Regions from separate parts of the Sus scrofa genome. Here all the other regions are linked to region 2. A link is a contact called in public HiChIP or PLAC-seq data. All regions are on one chromosome and are shown on one strand. The core of a region is the stretch at or near the end of the contact, and the rest is flanking DNA. Distances in the headings are between cores, read along the strand shown. Region 1 overlaps ARMC2 (armadillo repeat-containing protein 2). Region 2 overlaps FOXO3 (forkhead box O3). Region 3 overlaps ARMC2 (armadillo repeat-containing protein 2). Region 4 has its middle 4.7 kb from the start of ARMC2.

Region 1 (5,292 bases), core at 866-3,365, 310 kb after region 2:
TTTTTTTTTTTTTTTTTGTGCAGAGTAAACTTTGGATTTATTTTTTGTTGTTGTTTCTAGTAACTGTATTTCATACTGAAACACAACTGTGACTTGTTTTTAAAAGATAATTCTTCATTGGATATCAGAGGTTGATTAAAATGCGATATAGCACACCAAACTCTTATTTCATAAACAATTCTCTGGGTTCTTCAAAAATTTCATTTTCAGTGACTCCTGACACTTACAAAAAGAGAAATGCTCTGGGTTTTGTTTTGAGTATTGTGTGTACTCCTCTTCCTCCTAGGGACCAGGGCAGGAGGCATTTGAGAGCCTCCTCATGCCCCAACAGCTCAGGCTGGAGCAGGCTGGACACCAGAGCAGGTGAGTCCCCCATTTTCTTAGAGGTCCCCAGGGCTCAACCTCCTCTTCCGCATTCCCATGAGCAGGAAAATCATGTGCACTGTTGACTTAAAGATATGCACAACTTAGGAGTTCCCTTTGTGGCTCGGTGGTTAAGGAACCTGACTAGGATCCATGAGGATGTGGGTTCAATCCCTGACCTCGCTTTAGTGGCTTAAGGATCTGGAGTTGCCGTGAGTTGCGATGTAGGTCACAGACACAGCCTAGATCTGGTGTGGCTGTGGTGTAGGCCAGGAGCTACAGCTCTGTTTTGACCCCTAGCCCAGGAACCTCCATATGCTGCAGGTACAGCCCTAAAATAGCAAAAAAAAAAAAAAAAAAAAAAAAAAGGAAAACTTAAAAGTTGGGAGTTTAGTTTATTGGGAGCAAAACCTGGGCTATAGCCGGGGAGGCCACATTTCAAAGAGCTCTGAAATACCACTCCAAAGAGGTGGGGGGAAATGTCAGTATATATATGCTTTTGGTGAAGGGGGAGGTACATGCAGCCAAGCACACATTTTATAGGTCACTGCTGGTCACAAGGAGCAGATGTCACCGTGAAGGATTTTAGTGCTTTTCTAGATAGGAGGAGATGCAAGAATTGGACTCATAAAAGCTTCTCCTGAAAATATCTACCGGAAGACCTGTTCTGCCAGTTTTCCCAGAGCACAGAGCGTCCTACTCCTGATCTCCATCCTGAGCTCCTTTCAGGGGTGTTGAGGGTCATGCAGCTGCAGCAGCTCATGATTCAATCCATGTAGAGGCAGATGCCAAGTGCCAAACTCCAGTTCATAGCACTAAAGGATCTGATGTTGGCTCACTCTTTGAAAGTGCCAGGAGCTTTGTCCAACTCGGTCACATATCAGCATTTATTTTTTGTAATTTTTCATTATTTTCACAACAGCCTTAGCGCTCTTACCATTACCCGGCTTTAGTGGCTCAAACATATAGAGATTACAATCTTAATGCCTGCACAGAAATTATTGTGTAAAGGCATTTGAAAGATTGCAAAATCTGGCCTCCACATAGTTCTTAAGTTCAAAACTTGAGTCAAAATCATTGCTCAATTAGTTGAAACTGTTTTAATTATATGAAGTCAGCCCTTTGTGGCTTTAAACTGTTTGCTATATAACAATATAAATTACAGGCTAGGAGGGCTTGGGATGTATTCATGCAATGAAATATAGCAGTTAGAAAAACGAACTAGAGTGCACTTATAATATTGAATGAAATGAGTACAGATATAACATTATGTGAAAAAATTAAGTCCCCAAAACAATGGTGTGTATTGTTTCTGGATTCAGATCTATGTGGTAAACATGTAAAGTCAAGCATGATTAAAAAAAATAACCGTTCAATTTGAGTGTTGGTAACCCTTGGGGAGGGGGCTGAATGGGGGAGGTACACAGAGGGTATTAGTAATAAGTATAATGTTTATTTCTTTGAAACAAGGAGAAAAATGAAAATACAGTTAATATTTGACAAAACTGTGGGTAACACAGGTGTTTGGTTATATTCCTTATACATTATATTCCTTTTTGAGGTGCATGAAATTTTACAAAACCAAACAAATATTTGGTTCAAAAAATATTTTCTTCTCTTCAAGACTAATTTCTTATCAATACAACAACTTTTGTGCCCAGTGGGAATTTCTGTAGCACTCAGGAAAATCTTAGACAGACTGATTTCCACGTCAGCATTGTTGCTAAGCCTTTTACATGTCTAAGCTAAAAACAGCAGCCAATGAAGATTGTGTCAAGTTTTTGTGTCCAGAACTCAAAGCTGCGGTTAAGAACTATAACCACTGAGACAGCAAAAAAATCTTCAAAAACATGCTGAAATTTCTGCTCGACTTACCCAATTTCCTGTTGAATCATAATTTTTATATTTAGCAACCTGTGAACCTAGATGAAAGTGCTTTCTAAAATATCAGGTTGTTGCCCAAGACTGAGACAAACTTTATTTATTTATCTTCTGCGGATCTTAAAAAGTAACCATGTGACCCTGGGCTGCAGTTTCTAGGGCAGAAGCCGGGTTCTTGTCGAAGATGGGATTTTTTTGTGGCGAGCAGCGTTGAAGGAGGTGCGTGAGGGGAAAGGCTGGAGCCGGCCACCACTGCTCGCACAGCGGTTCCTGGGAGAGGGTTGAAAGCAAACTCTTGCACCACAGGGTCTGGCTGACTTCTGTTCCGAGAAGAAACAAGTCTTAGAAACATGCAGGAGGGCCTGCGAGAGCCTTTCCTTTCCAAAGGTTAAATAAACTGCTCTGTGATTTCTGGCTCACCCCTGTAATCCAGCTCTTCCTGAGGTGCACATGATAGCCATTGCGTTTGTCCTGAGAAATGGTTTGATAAGCATGTTTTCTCATAGAGCGCGCCTACTAAAGAGCCTGTTACATAGAGGTTAAAACTGCTGATTTGGACCAATTGGACTTGAAGTCCATATTTCTCACATATTTAAGTGTGTCATAAATATGTGTCGATTAAAATATTCATCTGACTTATGATCTCCTGGCTTTCCCCTGGCCTTTATGTAAGTCGATTTTACTCACCATATTCTGGAATTTGAATATGCCCCACACCTGGAAATACAGCAGCTCTGTTTTTTTATACTGCTTGACTAGTCATGCTCACCTTTAGAATCCATACCTGTAACTTAGCAACATTAGGGCAGGCTCATAAAAGTAATGATCCAAAGAGATGGAGGTGGTGGTCTCCAGTCCTCTATCAGTGGTTCTGCAAGCCCCAGAGCTCTGAAAGCTGAAATAATGTTCAAACTCACTGAATGGCGATGCCTGACCTGTACTGCTGGGAGGCCAATTACAGCCTTTATTGCATTAGCACGACTAGCCACACACTTTGCTGCAGGACGCTGTCCCAGAAGACGCTGCTGGCGGTAGCATGGAACATGCAATGTGGACACCAGCTTGCCTGACTAAAATTCAGGTTTTTCTGAATCCCCAGCCACATCTATTCCCAAAGGCTTTGGCTAAGGGATAGTGAACTGGTACAGACTGACTTTGTCCTAGAGACAATTCAACTCTCTGTCATAGTGACTTCTTGCTCATGGATTAGACAAATTCTGTGCGACCTTGCTATGAACCCTGTCGACAGCACCTACGATGTTTAATTCCGGCTTTGTTGACATCCTTTCTCTCTGCTTTTGCTGTCCATGGGCTCTTCCTGCCCTGTGTGCATCAACCCCTGGTGGTATCAGGAAGGTTTGAGGAAAGGCAGGCCTAGACCCATTGCATCGGGGTGGCCATTTCCAGCATGGAGTGCATCGGGGATGGCCTGTGCCCTGGGTGGGATGACTGTCCTGCTGCTCTGGGTGATCCATTGCCATGTGCTTGGGTGATTTAGTATGTGCTGTGTGTTTTTTTCTCTTCAGGAGTAATACAAGTACATGAGAGGATTTGGAAAATACAGGAGCACACAAGAGAAGGTAATAACCCATAATTGCAATACTTGAAGGTTCTCATTGTTATCCCCATTTTACAGGCAAGAAGTGAAGCAACTTGCCCAAAGGCAGCCACTCGGTGGCAGAGCTAGGACTCCAGCCCAGCCAGCGACTCTAGAACCAGTGCTCTTACCACACCTCCCTAGTCTACTTGTCTTACCTTTTCTTAAAACAATCTAAATATATACAGCCTGCACCCTTTCACTATACCCTCTTTTTCCGCAGAAACTTCAGATTGCTGATATGATTTGTAACTCTCCATGGGACATTTTTAGGGTCCAGGCACCCACTGAGGGTACCAGGCAATTGCTACCAGGACTCCTTGAGTCCGTATTGACTGGGTGCCAGGTGAAGGCTCTAGGGGGGGTGCCTTCTGAGAAGGAAGGCTGAGGATTTTGTCTCCAGCCCTGCTTCTGAGCACCCAGCACAGCAGTGCCCCCTCCAGCTAGACTGTCAGCATTTTCCATCTTGAGATCTTGCCTGCATGGAATATAATCATGATCTGGAGTTTCTAATATGATTGACAGTTCTCCCCAAAGTTACCTTTTAGCTTGCCATTTTGTTGCAGGGCACAATAACCCTCGAGAGGTCAAGTGCGCTCTGTGACCTTGGGCACTCTGTGACCTTGGGCAGGTAACTTAACACCCCTGAGCCCACTTTCTTCATATGGAAAATAGTGACAATGTGGAAACCTCCTCAGAGTGTTGTGACAAAATTAGAGAGGGCTCTGGATCTGGAGTACCCAGGCTGTGGGAGCTTTTGGTCTCTTACCGCCTGTGTTCTTGGGCATCTCCTCCTGATGGTTCTATGCAGCCCGATACTCTTCAGACAGTGCAGACCTGTTTGTGGGCTTTTTAATCAGGGAGGTGAAATCCATACTGATTGTTACTAGATGCTAGGCACTGGGCCCCGAGCTTTGCCTGTGACATGTCTTTGAATTCTCATAACCCTGAAGGCAAATGTTTTAATCTCTGTCTTGCTGATGAGGCTCAGAAAGGATAAGAAACCAGACCCCCGTCACCCAGTGCGTCAGTATGGAGTTGGGATTTGAATTGAGATCTGTCAGCGCCCAGAGCTCAGGCTCTTCCCATTGCTCTTCACAGAACCGCTGGCGCGAACGGCACAGACCCCGCAATAACGTGGACATTATTTTCTATAGGAAAGAAAGTCCCTGCAGGCCTGCTTCTCAGAAAAATTTTCACTGAACATTTTCAAAATCCATACTTGCCATAACTATAGTTTTCTGTTTATCTTACATTACAGAGAGATACATTTAAGTAAAAAACAAAAACCCCCAAACTCCAAACTGTTTGCCTCCCTGACAGTGATTTCAACATTTACAAAGCTTAAGACTTTATGCAGTGTCCCAATCAGAGTTTAAAGTTGTGATTTCTTTACATTATCTGAGCTTAATTTGTGTTGATTTGATCAGAAGATATGTAGTTCTAATTTA
Region 2 (4,923 bases), core at 1,036-3,535:
AGTGAGGATAGTGTGTCCATGGTTATTAAGCCCATCCTCATGTTAAATCTGAAGGTAAAGACGAATTCTTTTTTAGCTGCTGAAGAAACTGAAGCCTAGAGCTGGGTCTGGTTCAGCAGGTGTTTGGTGTACCCGCTGGACCCAGCTCCCTTGGCTCCTGAGTGGCAGAGTGAATGCAGACCCAGTCTGCCCACTCTCCCTCCTGGTTCCCCCTTCTCTTTCCGAGGCCCCTGTTCCTTAGAACAATTGCTCGGGGCTGGAATAAGCCACCAGGGGACAGATGAAGAGATCCTGAGACTGCTTCTCTCTGAACAGAGTTGGTCCCAAAGCTGCTCAAGGGAGTAAGGTGGTTCTATGGGGAAACATCAGATATGGGGGCTGATGGCAGTGGGGTGTCAGGCTGCACTGGGACCTTTGTGTGCCCACCAGTGGTACGCATTATGCTGATTCCTAGGAAAATGTACACATGGGTATACACACCCCCACACCCCCTTCACCCCACACACGTCCCAGTTTGCCTTTGAAGGGAAAACTGGGGCTCGGTCCTATCCCTGTTTTCTTCTCCCCTCCATTTTAGGCCAGTCCATGTTCCTGCAAACAGACAAGGCATTGTTTAAAGTACAATGTACTCTCCTACTTTTGCATTGTCATCAGAAATCCTTGACGAAATGTTTAATTTCTCTCTGAGGTTATCTGTACTTAGTTGACTTGCCTGGTGGTACATTCGGTCTGGAACCTGGGACTTTCTTTTTTGCCCACTTGTGTTGCATTAAGTCAGTCATAGGATGCACAAATATTTTTATAGAAAACTTAAGGATTCCTGCACTTCGAGATGACTCAGGCCAGTGTTTCCAAACTAGTGACATTAACTTGGACACACGCTGGAGAAGGGCTTCCCCCTCCTTCCTGCTCTGACTTTTCACTGGTCTGTCTTGTGACCCCCCTATTTGCAAGAAGGCCAAAGGGCCCTGCCTCCTAAATGTAAGGGTCATTTAAGAGTGAAGATACTTTTTAAGGCCACTTTAACAGAGTTAAAAGCTCTTAGGTTCTCGTGACAATCTGCTAACCATTTGTATTGCTGGTGACCTCATTTAAGAATGTGTTTTATTTCATCAGTTTTAAGTTGATAAGTTCAACAAAGATAGAGGTGATAGGTGTGAATTGTTTAAGTAAATTGCTTTTTTGAACAGTCTATTTTTAAAAATTCCGTTCGTTTATCTCTGCAGTTGTGAGTGTGTTGATTCATTGGCATGGACTGGATAGCATAGCATTTTTTAAAGCTGAACTAAATGAAAACTTAAGATTTATAAAAAAAGACATAACCGAGGTTGTTGTACAATTTACTTAATTAATGAGGTGTTACATTCTTTAAAAATCGCATTTCAGAAACGCGGTTGGCGTCGACTTTATAGGAATGCGTTTGTTATACAGGATGAGATGAGATGTGCGGGCAGAGATCCAGACCCAGCTCTCCCTTCCTCCGTCTGGTCAGCACTGCTGCTACTTTATAGCCCTGCCCCCAGGCTCCCCCTTTCCTCCACCCCAAAGGCAGAGTCTAAGAAGAAACTGAGACTGTCTTTGTGGTGAGTGAAGATGCAGCATCCTGCTGGTCTGGGCTGGAGAAACAGAAACCAGCTCCCCTCGAAGGCACCTTGCCCTTGCACGCAAAGCCTCCGCAGGATGCTTTCTGCTCTGCTGGGATTATTTTCGGCAACTCGGGGAGGGCAAGAAAGGTGGTTTGCTCTAGTGTGACTGGAAGATGGAAAAGCTTGAAGGAATGCTGACAGTTTTTGATGGAAAGTCATGACAGTATCTTAGTTCTTTAACATTTATTGGGTAAATTTAGGTTCTGCAGAGGAGCAGTTTAAAATGGACATCCCCGAGGATCTTTGCTGAGGCAAAATAGCCAACTCTGGCTTTGGTCCGGTGGGGCTGGGGTAGTTTGGTGCAGATGCGTTTGGTGGAGAAGGGGGTGGCATCACGCATGGGACCTGCATAGGATTTCTGTGGCCATTCCACGTGTAGCTCTTGGCCATGCCCCAGCTTTGCTGAACTTCTCCAGAAGATTACTGTTTTTGAAAAAAGAAAATCTAGGTGGTGGCGAGGAATATAGGCTGCATTTAAACTGGCCTGTGTAATTTTCCTGGTCACAGGCAACCCACATTCTGGAGCTGTGTGACGTCAGTGCCCTGCCTGGGAGTCAGGAGTCTTGACCGGCCGGGCCTTGGCTGCCCTGGGCTGCACAGACGCCTGTCCAAGCCGGGTCCTTGTTTACTTCCTCTCTGGTGCTTGGGACATCGAGTACCGAGAAGGGCCGCGCGCCTACACGAGCTCCTGCCAGCATTCGGCCCTGCTGTTCCTGACTGTCTTGGAAAGCGCTCCATCCGTGAGGCAGGCTTTTGTTCTTCGAGTGCAGGCTTTATTCCCGGCCACACACCCGCTTCCCCATTCCAGAGCAGACCCGCAGGCCCCCTCCACAGCAGTCTAGCCCCGTGGGACCCTCAGCTCTAAGGGCTGTTAACTTTCAGAGCAGGAGGAGGAGTCAGGCCCAATCGATCTTGCTGCAGCAGGGTGGCTGGCTCTGCAGCACGGGGTCCTGAGACTGATATTTGGGAAAGCAGTGCTTTCTTTAGATGCTTATAGGAAAGTTAAGGGGCTTTTGGATTATACTGTGTTGTGAATGTGGATTCTAAAACACAGCCTTCAAATTGCAAGTATATAAAACAACTGTTTTGTACTGAACGTTAGTCAAGCTTAAGTGATCCTTTGCAATTTCACGAATAATCAAAACACAAAAGCATGTTGCCTAGGATGAAACTGTTGCAAAATCAAGTGATGTATTTTTATTCCTAAGGTAAATTTTCATCCTCTAGAGATTTATTCTTAATCAAAGGAGACCATCTTCTGTACATAGTATGTCATAATAAAAACCCTTAATCATTAGTATTTAGACAAAAACAGGCACATGGATATGTAAAGTTAAATGTCAAGACTGTAACTCATTAACAGGATTTAATTTAAATCCCCATCCCCCCCTTTTTTTTTTGCTTTTTAGGGCTGCACCTGCGGCCTATGGAAGTTCCCAGGCTACAGGTCAAATTGGAGCTGCAGCTGCCAGCCTACACCACAGCCACAGCCACAGCGGATCTCTCTCTGACCCACTGAGTGAGGCCAGGGATCGAACCTGCATCCTCTTGGATGCCTCAGTGGTCAGAATTGTTACCACTGAGCCACAATGGGAACTCCTATTTTTTTTTTTTTTTTTTTAGGAGTAATACTTTAATTAGAGGAAAGGAAAGGGGCAGTGGATAGACAAAATAAAAATACTTATTTACAGACTGTAATGGCCAAGGATTATGAATGGAGAATTGAGGTTGATTTTTCTGTCAGAATTTTGGATGCCATGTTTACAAAATCTCTTATGGTTCCAAAAATGTGCAGCTTTTCTCTTTTTAGTCTTGGCATTATTGCTCTTTTATGAGACTGGAGAGAATATTAGAGTTCCTTCTAGGGTAGCCTCCTCATTCAGTAGAAGAAACTAAGGCCCAGAAGTTGGTGGTGGGCTCAGAGCACTCACCTAGGGGTAGGCAGGGTGGTCTGGAAGCTGCATTCTTACTTTGGGCTTCTCCTTTAGAAGAAGCTCCTGCCTGCCTTTGTGACTATTTTAAAGACCTGTTTGGGACCTGGGTAGGGAATGGGGGCTGAGGGCACAGAGATTTCCTTTTGCCCCAGGGCATTAGAGTTTCTCATTCACAGCCCAAGTGTCTCTGGGACTCACTGGGAGCTCTTTTAGGGCCTCTCTTTTTGTTTTCTGTACCCTGTAATGGGGACTGAGGGTATCCATTTACATTCAGGATTGCCTACCACCTACCTGAGGCTGAATACCACATGGGTTAGGGTAAGGGTTAGTATGAAGGATTTTTTTTTTTTTCTTTCTCTGCCTGCCCTGATGGCAGATGGAAGTTCCCAGGCCAGGGATGGAATTCCAGCTGTGCTGCAACCTACTCCACAGTTTTGATTTTTGCCACTGCTGTGGCCACGCCAGATCATTAACCCACTGCGGCTGGGCTGGGGATTGAACCAGCACCTCCACAGCGACAAGCTGGATCGTTAATCCACTGTGCCACAGCGGAACTCCAAGGGATGTTCTTTAATACTGTTACAACAGTATTTCCCAAACTATTTCCTTGGAAAGAGTAGGAGTCTTCGCTGTTGGAGCCATTAGGTTGAACCCAATTTAGGTGGTATGTTGTATTTTCTTTTCTAAACAGGACTTCTTGGGGCAATCCTGTCCCAACCTTTTGGTGGTAAAGTAACTCAGGAGTCAGCATGAAACCTCAAAATCTGACTAATCAGGCAAAAACAGAAGGATGAGAGCCAAATTAAATCTAGCCCTGAAGTTCACTTCTGGGTCAGGCCTTTAGGAAGCAGCACATGAAACTTTACTTGGATATAGTTTCCTCGTGGTTCTTTAGCAGCTTGAAATAACATCTGGAGCTGCCAGTAAACAGAAATCTCAGGATATCTTTTTTCTTTCCATCTGATTGAACAAGGTATTGTTTAGGGAGGTGAAACAAAACTTTGTATTCCTAAAGTCAAAGGTTTTTGAGATCTCCACTTCATGCAGTAACTTACAGGTTCCAGTGACTTTGAAAGACATAATGATATTCTTAAAAAGCTTTATGTACCTGCTTTAAAGTTAACCACTGCTGCCTTTTTATTTAAAAAAAAAAAAAAGCTTGGGGAGTTTCCGTTGTGACTCAGTGGTAATGAACCCGGCTAGTATCCGTGAGGACATAGGGTCTATCCCTGACCTCACTCAGTAGGTCAGGGATTTGGCGTTGCTGTGAGCTGTGGTGTAGGCCGGCAGCTGCAGCTCTGATTCAACCCCTAGGCTGGGAACTTCCATATGCTGCAGGTGCG
Region 3 (5,005 bases), core at 1,963-4,462, 410 kb after region 2:
GCTAAAATCCAGAACACTGATAACAGCAGAAGCTGACAAGGATGTGGAGCAATAGGAATACTCATCCATTGCTAGTGGGAACATAAACTGGTACAGGCACTTTGGAAGACAGTCTCTTACAAAGCTAGATACAAGCTTACCAAAATAAAATACAATAAAAATAAATACAAGCTTACCATACAATCCAGCAATCACACTCCTAGTTATTTACCCAATTAAGTTGAAAACTTATGTCTACCAAAAAACCTGCATGTGAATGTTTGCAGAGGCTTTATTCATAATTGCCAAAAACTGGGAGTAACCAAGATTTCCTTCAATAGGTGAATGGATAAACAAACTGTGGTATATCCATACACTGGAGTATTTTTCAGCAATAAAAAGAAATGAGCTATCAAGTCATGAAAAGCCATGGAGAAACCTTAATGTTTCCTGATAAATAAAACGAGCTATTTTGAAAAGGCTATATACTATATGATTCCACCTCTATTTAGAGACAGTAAAAAGAACAGTAGTTTTAGAAGGAAGGGGAGAGAAATGAAAAGCGGAAGCATAGGAGATTTTTAGAGAAGTGAGACTATTATGTACGATACCGTAATGGTGGATAACATGACATTATACATTTGTTAAAACCCATAGAACTGTACAACACAAAGAATGATCCCTCATGTAAATTACAGACATTATTAATCCATCAGTTACAGCAAATGTATATACCAAGGCTAGAAGTTAAATAGGAGAAACTGTGGGGTGGGGTAGTGGGTAGAATATGGGAACTCTACTTTCTGTGCCATTTTTCTGTAAAACTAAAACTGCTGTTGAAACAGTCTTAATTTAAAAAAAAAAAAAAAAAAAGACACCCTAGATATAGTCTCTACTTACCTCAATGTGTTCTTTGGTAATAAGCCAAGGCCTATGGGCTAACACTTTGTTAAGTTCTCCTAAATTCTGTAGTTTTTGAGGAGCATTCTCTAAACCATTAAGCCACTTGGGGTCACCACCAACATGAAGGAAATCATTTACATGGAGATTCACTAAGTAGGAGCACTGATGTCTTGCTGCAGCCTTAAAAAAACAAACAAAATTACTCTATAAATATTAAAATCTTGAACAACTACAAATCTTTTTTCTTTATAATAAGTAAAACAGCTAATTAAGTTTTTGATTAGTATGGTTTCAAGTTTTTCATATGCTAGAGAGATGAAGTTTTCATACAAAACATGTAAAAATTCACATACACCATAGAAAGCATCTTAGAAATATCTCAAGAACAAAATATCTATTTGAACTTTAGAAAATTTTATTATATACCTACTGTCAGAACCTTGGATTAAGAAAACTTCAATTAAGATGCCAACCATAAAACAATGGAATATTACCTATAAACTGAACATAAATACCTCTACTTATGTCAGTCAACTATTTATAATAGTGAAATAATCTTGTATTCTACTTTTTCTTTTTTTTTTTTTTTTTTCCAAAGCCTATGATTTTTTTTTTTTTTATTATTATTTTCCCACTGTACAGCAAGGGGGTCAGGTCATCCTTAGATGTATACATTGCAGTTACAGTTTTTTTCCCCACCCTTTCTTCTGTTGCGACATGAGTATCTACTTTTTCTCTTATTTAATAGAAAAGAGTTCTCAAGGGAGTATAAATATATATTTCCTTTTCTGTTATACGTGAGAGCATACTTATTTAGAAAGAGGAAAAACAGATACTACCTAACAGGAATCCAATTAGAAGTTAGCATATAAGTGTTTATTCCTTTGTTTTAAGTATTAACCATCTCTTTAAAAGATTAATAAAGCAGGCAGAAATAAATTTTCACTGAATGTTTACAAACCATTATTCCAATGTAGTGCCGATAATGCAGGGGTAATGGGCCATCCATTTGCAGTAGATAGTGTTGAGTTTTTAAAAAACTTTCTAAATATTGTGGGTGAAAAACCATCACTAAGGTAATATTATCCAGACGACCCAAAGCAGCAAAAGAATCTGCAAATAAAGTATGCATCTGTGCGTCTTCACTCCCCACTTGGAGAATCTGTATAAGAGAGGAAAGCCATGGTTACAGAGATTGTAAATTGGTGTTAGAAGAAAGAAAGTATGCATGCACTGCATTCTAAGTGTCATTTAGAGGCAGATTAGCGCTCTTTGATAACTCAGCTGGTAGAGCAGAGGACTGTAGAAGCAGATTAAAATTGGCTTAAGAGGAGTTTCCACTTTGGCACAGTGGGATAAGACTCTGACTGCAGCTGCTCAGGTCTCTGTGGAGGTGTGGGTTGGACACCCAGCCCAGTTCAGTAGGTTAAAGGATCTGGAGTTGCTGCAACTGCAAGGCAGTTCTCAGATACAGCTCAGATTCAATTCCCTGGCCAGGGATCTTCCATATTATATGGGTGTGGCCATAAAAAAATAAAATGAGCTTAAGAAAAAGAAGTTAGGGGTTCTCTTATGGCTTAGTGGGTTATGGATCTGGCATCACTGCAGCAGCTCAGATTGCTGCTGTGGCCTGGGTTCAATCCCTGCCCAGGAACTTCCATGAACTCTAGGTATGGTCAGGAAAGGGGAAAAAAAGGAAGATTATAATTCTACAAATTTAACTCAACTAGTAGCAAGACAGAAGAATAAACAGTCGCATATCTTGTAGTAGGGGAGAAACAACAAATGTCAAACATTAAAGGTCATCTAGATAAGCTGTTTGCAGGCTTGGCCAGAATCCAGATAAAGAAGCAAGATTTAGATGATCAAACTTGCAGAGCCTGCAAACAGACACTAATGCCTCTCCTTTAAACAACACCTACTCTCCCTTAATTTAAGGAGAACCAAAATTAACTAACAGCAAACAATTCTTGTGAAAACAAAGCATAGGAGCATTACATATTTAGTATTAAAGATCCAATCTAGCACTGATACCAAGTTTGCCAAGACCAAGTAACTCAGCTTATGGGCACACCTCAACAACATCTGAATATAAGCAGGTGGCACATCACTGGTCAAAAACAAGTCTTGCCTTTCCTCGATTAAATCTGGGTGTTAGAAAAGCATCACAAAATAGTAGAAATCAACATGACTATAACAGCTTTCTAATCTCACTGATTCACTGCCAAAGCATGATGATTAACTGTGATCAGCTCTGTTGCATATTGTTGACCAGCAGCTGTTCAGATGCCAAGAAGTGGGTCATGAAAGCTCTTCCTTAAAAGCATACAGTTCACTATGTACTTTTACAAACAACATACCTCCTTTTCTGGGATGAATCTACTTGGTCCGTGTCCTAGTGGTCGAGGAATTCTAATTCCAAGTTCCTAGAAAAGAAAATTACACCATCTCAGGCCTCCAGCAGTAAACAACATGAATTGAGGCTACAGGAATGGAAGGGAAAAACAGCCAGTTGAACAGAGACAGGCTTGTTTCGGTGGTTTGTTTTCAGGGCCATATATACATACCAATTCCTCTGTTTGCATCACATAGCTGACAACAGTTTATGACTCTGACTAAAAACAATAAAACCTGTTTCACTAAAACCAGAGTTTTGCATAAAGTACTTGGCAGAAAGTCTAGAACAGAAAGTTCAGCACACAGCAGCCAACTCTGTGGATTGTCAGTGATACAAAATAAGACCAATGTGTTTGTACATCCAAAACCCAACCAACCAAAATATCAATCCCTGTTCATCTTGTCAGGAAATGAAAAAACAGTATTCTCTACCTAGATGTCTTAAAGTGAAAGAAGTATAATTATTATTACATCTATAATAACACTTCAAAAGAACAGAAATTTTATGAAAAATTAAACTTCTCTAAATCCACAAAAGTACGTAGGACATAATTTCTATGAGAAATTAATTTTGAGTTTTCCTTAAATTTTTAATTTATAGGATCTCATCAACTTTGCTAATATTTTAGAGGAGCTCAACTAATTAAAAAATAAGGTTTTCTGCCTTTTGACATAGTGAACCTAGAATTCTATACTTTATGTGACAGTGTAGTGTGGTTAACAAAAACTGACAATCTAATCTTAAAGCTTCTATCTTTTCCCTCAGTAAGTGTGCTTATAGAAACAAAACCAAAATATAATTCAACTTATTTTTTTTTTTACAGGTCCATGTTCTATCAATTTAGTCTCGAAACAAACAACCCCCCGACCTTTAATAATCAAATATTAATCCTTGCTTATATATTACAAACAACTATTACTTCACCCTCTCTCTACTGCTTCCTAAAGTTCTTTGTGATATAACCAGATGCTTTCCTTTTAAAAGAAGAAAAAGATGGGGGCGGGGGGGGGGGAGGGAGGGAGAGAAGGACATGTGGCAGCAATTCAAGAAATCTGGTCCAAGTAAATGAAAACCTTTTGAGCAGAATACATTTTAAAAAATTAAGCAGGCAGGACAAAATGGAATAGAATCCTAATTAGGAGAACTCAATATTCATATTCAAAGTACACTCTATTTGCCAACTAAGCCTAAATTTTTATATATGCTTCCAATAATCTTATATCAGAGGCCAGTGATTTCTTACTCTGATAACTCTACACTTATACCTAAGACAAGAATGTCTAATAACCATAGGGGAGGCACTAAATTCACTGGTTAGGCCATGTATATGTCTATCCTATAACAAATGTAAGGGAAAAAGCCCACATTCCTGCTATTTAAAACATCATTTTGGCATAAATGCAGCTGTTTATATGAAATGATGACTCCTAGCCTAACTGCTGAATTTCTGATTCAACTATATACCTATCAAACAAAATAAACTTTGAGGCTAAAAATTACTATTTATGTAATAGTAATTTCTTTAAAATTTTTTTTTCATTTACTTTACTATCTTATTTAAAATGCATTTTATCAAAACACCTATTTCATGGGCTTTTATTAATTTTATACCTAAGAGACACCATTTTGATGGCTTTAGTATATAAAAGGTGGCTTCAAATGGGGGAGAAATGGATTATGAAATAAATGATCTTGGGAGTTCCGGTCATGGCTCAGTACTAATGA
Region 4 (4,875 bases), core at 510-3,009, 260 kb after region 2:
TAATAAGCTAGAAGCAGAGGCTGCAGTACAGAACCAGGAGGATCTGGGCTGTAATGTGGTAGTCAGTGGGCATGACATTGACACCTTGTGAGCAGAGGTAGGCACATCTTGGACTGTGGTCTGTGACAGTCACCTTGGTTGTTGTGTGTTGGATAGACTGGGGGCAGGAGGAGAATGGAGTGGGGTCAGAGGGGCCAGGGGGAGAGCAGATATAAAAAGGGACCCAAATGGCATGGTAACAGGAGGGGGGCATCAAAGATAGCACCCTGAGTCTCTGAGACCTGTCTCTGGGTCATGCATCATCAGAGTCCTCTTTTCCTTCTGCTCTGAAGCCCAGGACTCTGGTGACATCTCTTCTTCCTGCTGGATCCTAGCTGAGGCCCTCAGACAGGGGAGCTCTGACCTGGATTTGGGCTGGGGTTCTCCATGCTGGCTTTTGCCTGTTACAGCTCTGAAAAATGCCGAACCCTTTCCCCTGTGCTCCCCTCCTCCAGCAACTAGACCAGCATTGGGGTGGGTGCTGGAGAGAGATGCTTTTTAAAGCTTTCTGGGTGATTCTTTCTTTCCTTTCTTTCTTTCTTCTCTCTCTCTCTCTCTCTGTCTGTCTCTCTCTCTCTCTTCTTTTCTGTCTTTTTAGGGCTGCACCCATGGCATATGGAAGTTCCCAAGCTAGGGGTTGAATCCGAGCTGTAGCTGCTGGCCTGCACCAGAGCCACAGCAACACCAGATCTGAGCTGAATCTGTGACCTATACCACAGCTCATGGCAACACCAGATCCTTAACTGACGGAGCCAGGGATTGACCCCCTGTCCTCATGGACACCATCTGGGTTCATTACTGCTGAGCCACAACAAGAACTAGTCTCTGGGTGACTCTAATGGCCCTCGCGATCAGGCAGCAGTGAGACCTCACTTCAGGACTTAGCACCAGAGCATCCTGCCCAGGCATTTGCCTTTGGTTCTCTCATTCCAGTCAGGATGACCAACACTCAAAACCTCTTGCTTCTCAGGAGACACTCTTCATTAGTTCACCCAGACATCATGGCACACGTTGTCAGCATCTCCCTAACAGCCAGCCGTTGGCCCTTCTTCCAGCTGAACAGACTCCTGTTTGGTTCAGGCTGTGGCAGCAAAGTACTCAGAGAAGATGAGCTCCTCCCGCAAACCCTGGGGAGTGAAACCTGATTGGTCTAAATCAGTCATAAAAATAGTAATCCACTTCATCTCTGCCAGCGACTGCTGGGTGGACATGTGACACAGTTCCGGCCAAGGAGATGTAAGGCGAACACAGCCGAGACACTTCTAGGAGGTTTTTCCTTCTCCCTGTAAAGAGTGTACAGAGGGGGCTCTGCCTTTCTCTCCTCCCTGCTCTGAGACCCCCAACCTGTGAGAACGCACAGCTTCATGCTGCCACCAACATCTTATGACCGTGGGGGCGGCATGAATGCCACTCCTCAATGCCATCCCTGAGCGGCAGGACCAACCTTTGAAAGAGCCCGCTTCGAGATATATTGTTAATAGATAATAAATAATAAATGCCCTTGCTATTTAAGCTATTTTTGATGGGGTATCCTGTTATTCCCAGCAGAAAGCTTCCAAATGATATTGGGACTCTCACTTAGCAATGCCTGACAGATGAGGCTGACGAATAGGGACTTTCTGAGGGTCTCTTCTACAGGAGATGCGGTAGGAGATGGACAGGCCCCGGGCTGCACAGCTGCAACTCGTTGCCCCAGGCTGAGCAGCGGCAGCTGGTCTCCGGCTGACCCTTCAAGATGCGGCATCACCCGGAGCCCTGGTCCCTGATTGGGTGCATTTTTGCGGAGGTCCCAGCCTGACGCATGCGCAGAGAAGGCTCTCAGTCGAAGGGAAAGACAAAGAGCGGGAGATGACGCCAGCTGGAATCCATCTTGGCTGGGTGCTGGGTGCCCACGCCAGGACCAAATATGGAGATAACTGAGAAAAACTGCCCCATCTGAGCAACCCTTAGTTATCCCTGTTGCCTGCAACTCACTCCTAGCTTGACCGGGTGCTCTTCCACAGGCACTTCACTTCTTCCACACGTACTCTGCCTCTAATAAGTACTTTTATCTCTTTCACAATCTTGGTCTCTTTGCTGAATTCTTTTTTCAAAGAAGACAAGAACCGAGGTCCTTCTTCCAGCTTTTCACTGCCAGAATCAGAGGTACCTCCACAGTTGTTTAAGATGAAGCAATTCCTAGTTAAGACTCCTGACACAGTCCTTGAAAACGACAACCCTCTCCCGTCCAATGAAATACTAGGTAGTAAATCCTCTTTGTAATCAACTGGTAATTAAATGGAGCCTCCTTGTTAGCACTGTCAGCAACACTTGATTCCTCCTGCAGAAGAACATGGCCGGGGAGGTGTCGTTGCTGTGGTAAGACAAGCATTTAAAGCAAAGCAACACCGAGGGTGCACAGGTAACAGCTGAGCTCCATTAAAGAGAGACTTGTCATGCAATTTTTTTTTTTTAGGGAATACATTTTAGGACTGTTCCAGAGTCTTGTGTCTATCCAGTTCCATGAAATTAGTTAATTTTTATTGCATTGTAAATTTTCACCAAGTTGCATTCTAATGTATTTGTACCCTTAAATTTGTATGCAAAGACTACAGAGGCTATCAATTTGATGAGCTCCTCACAGGGATTATGTGATAAATATAATTAAAGCACTAAGATTCTATACTGACAAAAGCAGAAAGTGTCTTGAAGTGAATATTAAAATTCTAAATTGGTGATTTTCATTCCATGCCTGAAGCATTTTTTTTTTTTTTCCTCTGTGAGTCACGTCCCTGTTATGGTCATAAAAGTCATTGAGGGAATTGTGAGGATTAAAGAGGTATTTATCTAACTTGTAGCTCTTCCAAAATATATCTAATGTATAAATAAAGATAAGCTATAGATATTAAATATGAAGTGCGATGTAAACTAATATAAACTATAAAACCTACTGGTTGTTTGTGGTTAAAAGTAGCTATTAGTTCATCATTCTGTTGTACTTTTGCGTCTTAGATGGTATGTAAAATTATATAACTACCATGCTCCCACCTATATAATTCTCACCTTAACTAAAAACCCAAAAACCCAACCGACGTTTTTCAGGTGAACGTGAAGAAGCTTAACTTCCTCTTGCTCCCTGTATATCTGTACAGGATATACTTTGAGTAAGTGAGGGGAGAAAATTAAGAGTATATCTTAAGAGTATATCTTATTCAGTGCTGTGAATAAGAGGCCTCAGCCTGAAAAATTACATTTGTGCATGTACAATGGTGAATGGCACACGGGACCTGGACATCAAAAACACCAGGTCTCAGATCACTTTACTTGTTGTGTGACTATGGGCAGATTGCTGACCCTCTCTGAATCTCAGTTTTGTCCACTCTCAAAGTGAGATAATCCCCAAACCAGCTACCTCTCAAGCTTAAATGTAAACCTCAAATAAAACAATGAAAATGAAATGCTCTAAATGAAAGCAGTTTGGAAACTATAAAGTGCTTCATAAATGTCAGATACAAACAGTATTTTTTCCTCTTTAATCTTCTAAGGTATAAAAAATGTCAACAATTTTGTCTCTAAAATAATTCCACTTATAAATTTAACTATGTCAAATTCTGTTAAATTACCATCAGGTAACCATGGAGGAACAGCCGGGTCGGTATAATAGGCCATTGCAATGACATCCTCAGTATTTTCCCACATAGTGTCCTTCAGTGAGGTAAGCTGGGCAGCTTTATTGCTTTTCAATAATTGCTTCCTATAATTCTGCCCCTGTCATTCTTTTCAATTGTTCTGACTTGCCTGGCAGACATTTCCTGGCTGACTGAGCCGGCTAGCTCCATGTTCCAGTACTGTGCTTACGAGGTCTATTTTAGCCCAAGCTCCTAGAGTGCAAAGACCACAGTTAATCCAGCAAGTTTTTAAAGTGAAGCTTCAACGGAGATGGTAATTGTAGAATCGTCAGCTCCAAAATGAAGGTGTGGCACAGTCTGCATAAGGGAAGTTACAAAGAAACATACAAACTCCCTGGACCTAAAAGGTGCAGCCTGAGGCTGAAAATCAGGAGTCAGAGTGTGGAGGGGGAGGATGTATGAGAAAATTTCTTTGGAGAGGAATGTGGAAGTGCTACCTCCCTCATCTCAAACTCAGTGAGAGGGGCTTCCCAGGGTCTGTGAAAACCCTGGGAAGTCCCAGGGTGGTCCAGGGAGAGCTAAAGCTCCATCCTGGGACAGCATGGAGGGGGCTGCATGAGCCATCACTCTCTGAGTCACTTGGGCAGGAGACGGTATGGGGTTTTCCTTGGACAAATGTGGGGTCATCCTGGGACCCATCTAAAGGGGCTGAAATGAACCCTGAATTTCTAGAGGAGGGGAAGGAGTTGCAAGTGACTAGTGGAATGGCACTGCATCCACCTAGAGTCCCAGGGAGAGATGTCCCCATTAATGGGAAACTCCAAAGGACCTGGGAAAGACCCACATGGGTTGCTTTAACCATAGGTCAGGCACAGCAAGCTCAAAGCCATTATCTCCAGGAGGAAGTGCTCCACCTTCTGGCTTCTCCATTCTCCACTTCCACCCAAGTTGGGTCTTAAGGAGACTCTAGGAAATGGGGAAGTAGTGACCCTAAGCCAACTGCATCCCTGTTGGGAAAGTCAATTCCAGACCTTAAGCCCGAGAAGGGAAGAAGGGGACAGAGCTTTACTTCCAAATTAAGTTTGAGGCATTTGTTTACACCTTGTACCCAACATTAGAATTCTAGAACAAAGCTGTAGTCGAGATGTAGTTACTGGAGGACTATCAGTTATCTAAAATGAAAAGAAACTACAGCCCTATCCAACTTTTCATCCAGAAGCAGAGGATG

Evidence for each region. HiChIP or PLAC-seq counts read pairs in DNA pulled down with a chosen protein or histone mark.
Region 1: an H3K27ac HiChIP or PLAC-seq map of skeletal muscle shows a contact between it and region 2. The contact joins two enhancer-like sites. A contact is called at or near these places in 1 of 47 Hi-C or Micro-C datasets (epiblast stem cells) and 1 of 2 datasets of contacts at active chromatin or transcription factors (skeletal muscle).
Region 3: an H3K27ac HiChIP or PLAC-seq map of skeletal muscle shows a contact between it and region 2, with 2.5 times the contacts expected there. The contact joins two enhancer-like sites. A contact is called at or near these places in 1 of 47 Hi-C or Micro-C datasets (fibroblasts) and 1 of 2 datasets of contacts at active chromatin or transcription factors (skeletal muscle).
Region 4: an H3K27ac HiChIP or PLAC-seq map of skeletal muscle shows a contact between it and region 2. The contact joins two enhancer-like sites. A contact is called at or near these places in 2 of 2 datasets of contacts at active chromatin or transcription factors (alveolar macrophages and skeletal muscle).

Annotation. Positions count from the first base shown.
Region 1 is chr1:74,963,631-74,968,922 of Sscrofa11.1, forward strand. It overlaps ARMC2 (armadillo repeat-containing protein 2), which reads left to right. Exons shown (of 19, transcript XM_021090841.1): 6 at 287-363; 7 at 3,771-3,824. Among named protein-coding and RNA genes, the nearest start is that of ARMC2, 42 kb to the left of the region's middle. Within about 2 kb of position 2,116, at least 31 of the 83 cell types and tissues checked have an H3K27ac peak or open chromatin away from gene starts, as enhancers often do. A contact at or near this core is called in skeletal muscle, where this site is marked.
Region 2 is chr1:74,655,121-74,660,043 of Sscrofa11.1, forward strand. The region is part of intron 1 of FOXO3 (forkhead box O3); the gene reads left to right. Among named protein-coding and RNA genes, the nearest start is that of FOXO3, 28 kb to the left of the region's middle. Within about 2 kb of position 2,286, at least 53 of the 83 cell types and tissues checked have an H3K27ac peak or open chromatin away from gene starts, as enhancers often do. A contact at or near this core is called in skeletal muscle, where this site is marked.
Region 3 is chr1:75,067,474-75,072,478 of Sscrofa11.1, forward strand. All of the region lies in intron 18 of ARMC2 (armadillo repeat-containing protein 2), which reads left to right. It overlaps SESN1 (sestrin-1), which reads right to left. Exons shown (of 10, transcript XM_021090855.1): 2 at 3,243-3,308; 3 at 1,844-2,044; 4 at 880-1,062. Among named protein-coding and RNA genes, the nearest start is that of SESN1, 100 kb to the right of the region's middle. Within about 2 kb of position 3,213, at least 20 of the 83 cell types and tissues checked have an H3K27ac peak or open chromatin away from gene starts, as enhancers often do. A contact at or near this core is called in skeletal muscle, where this site is marked.
Region 4 is chr1:74,916,667-74,921,541 of Sscrofa11.1, forward strand. No RefSeq gene overlaps it. Among named protein-coding and RNA genes, the nearest start is that of ARMC2, 4.7 kb to the right of the region's middle. Within about 2 kb of position 1,760, at least 13 of the 83 cell types and tissues checked have an H3K27ac peak or open chromatin away from gene starts, as enhancers often do. A contact at or near this core is called in skeletal muscle, where this site is marked.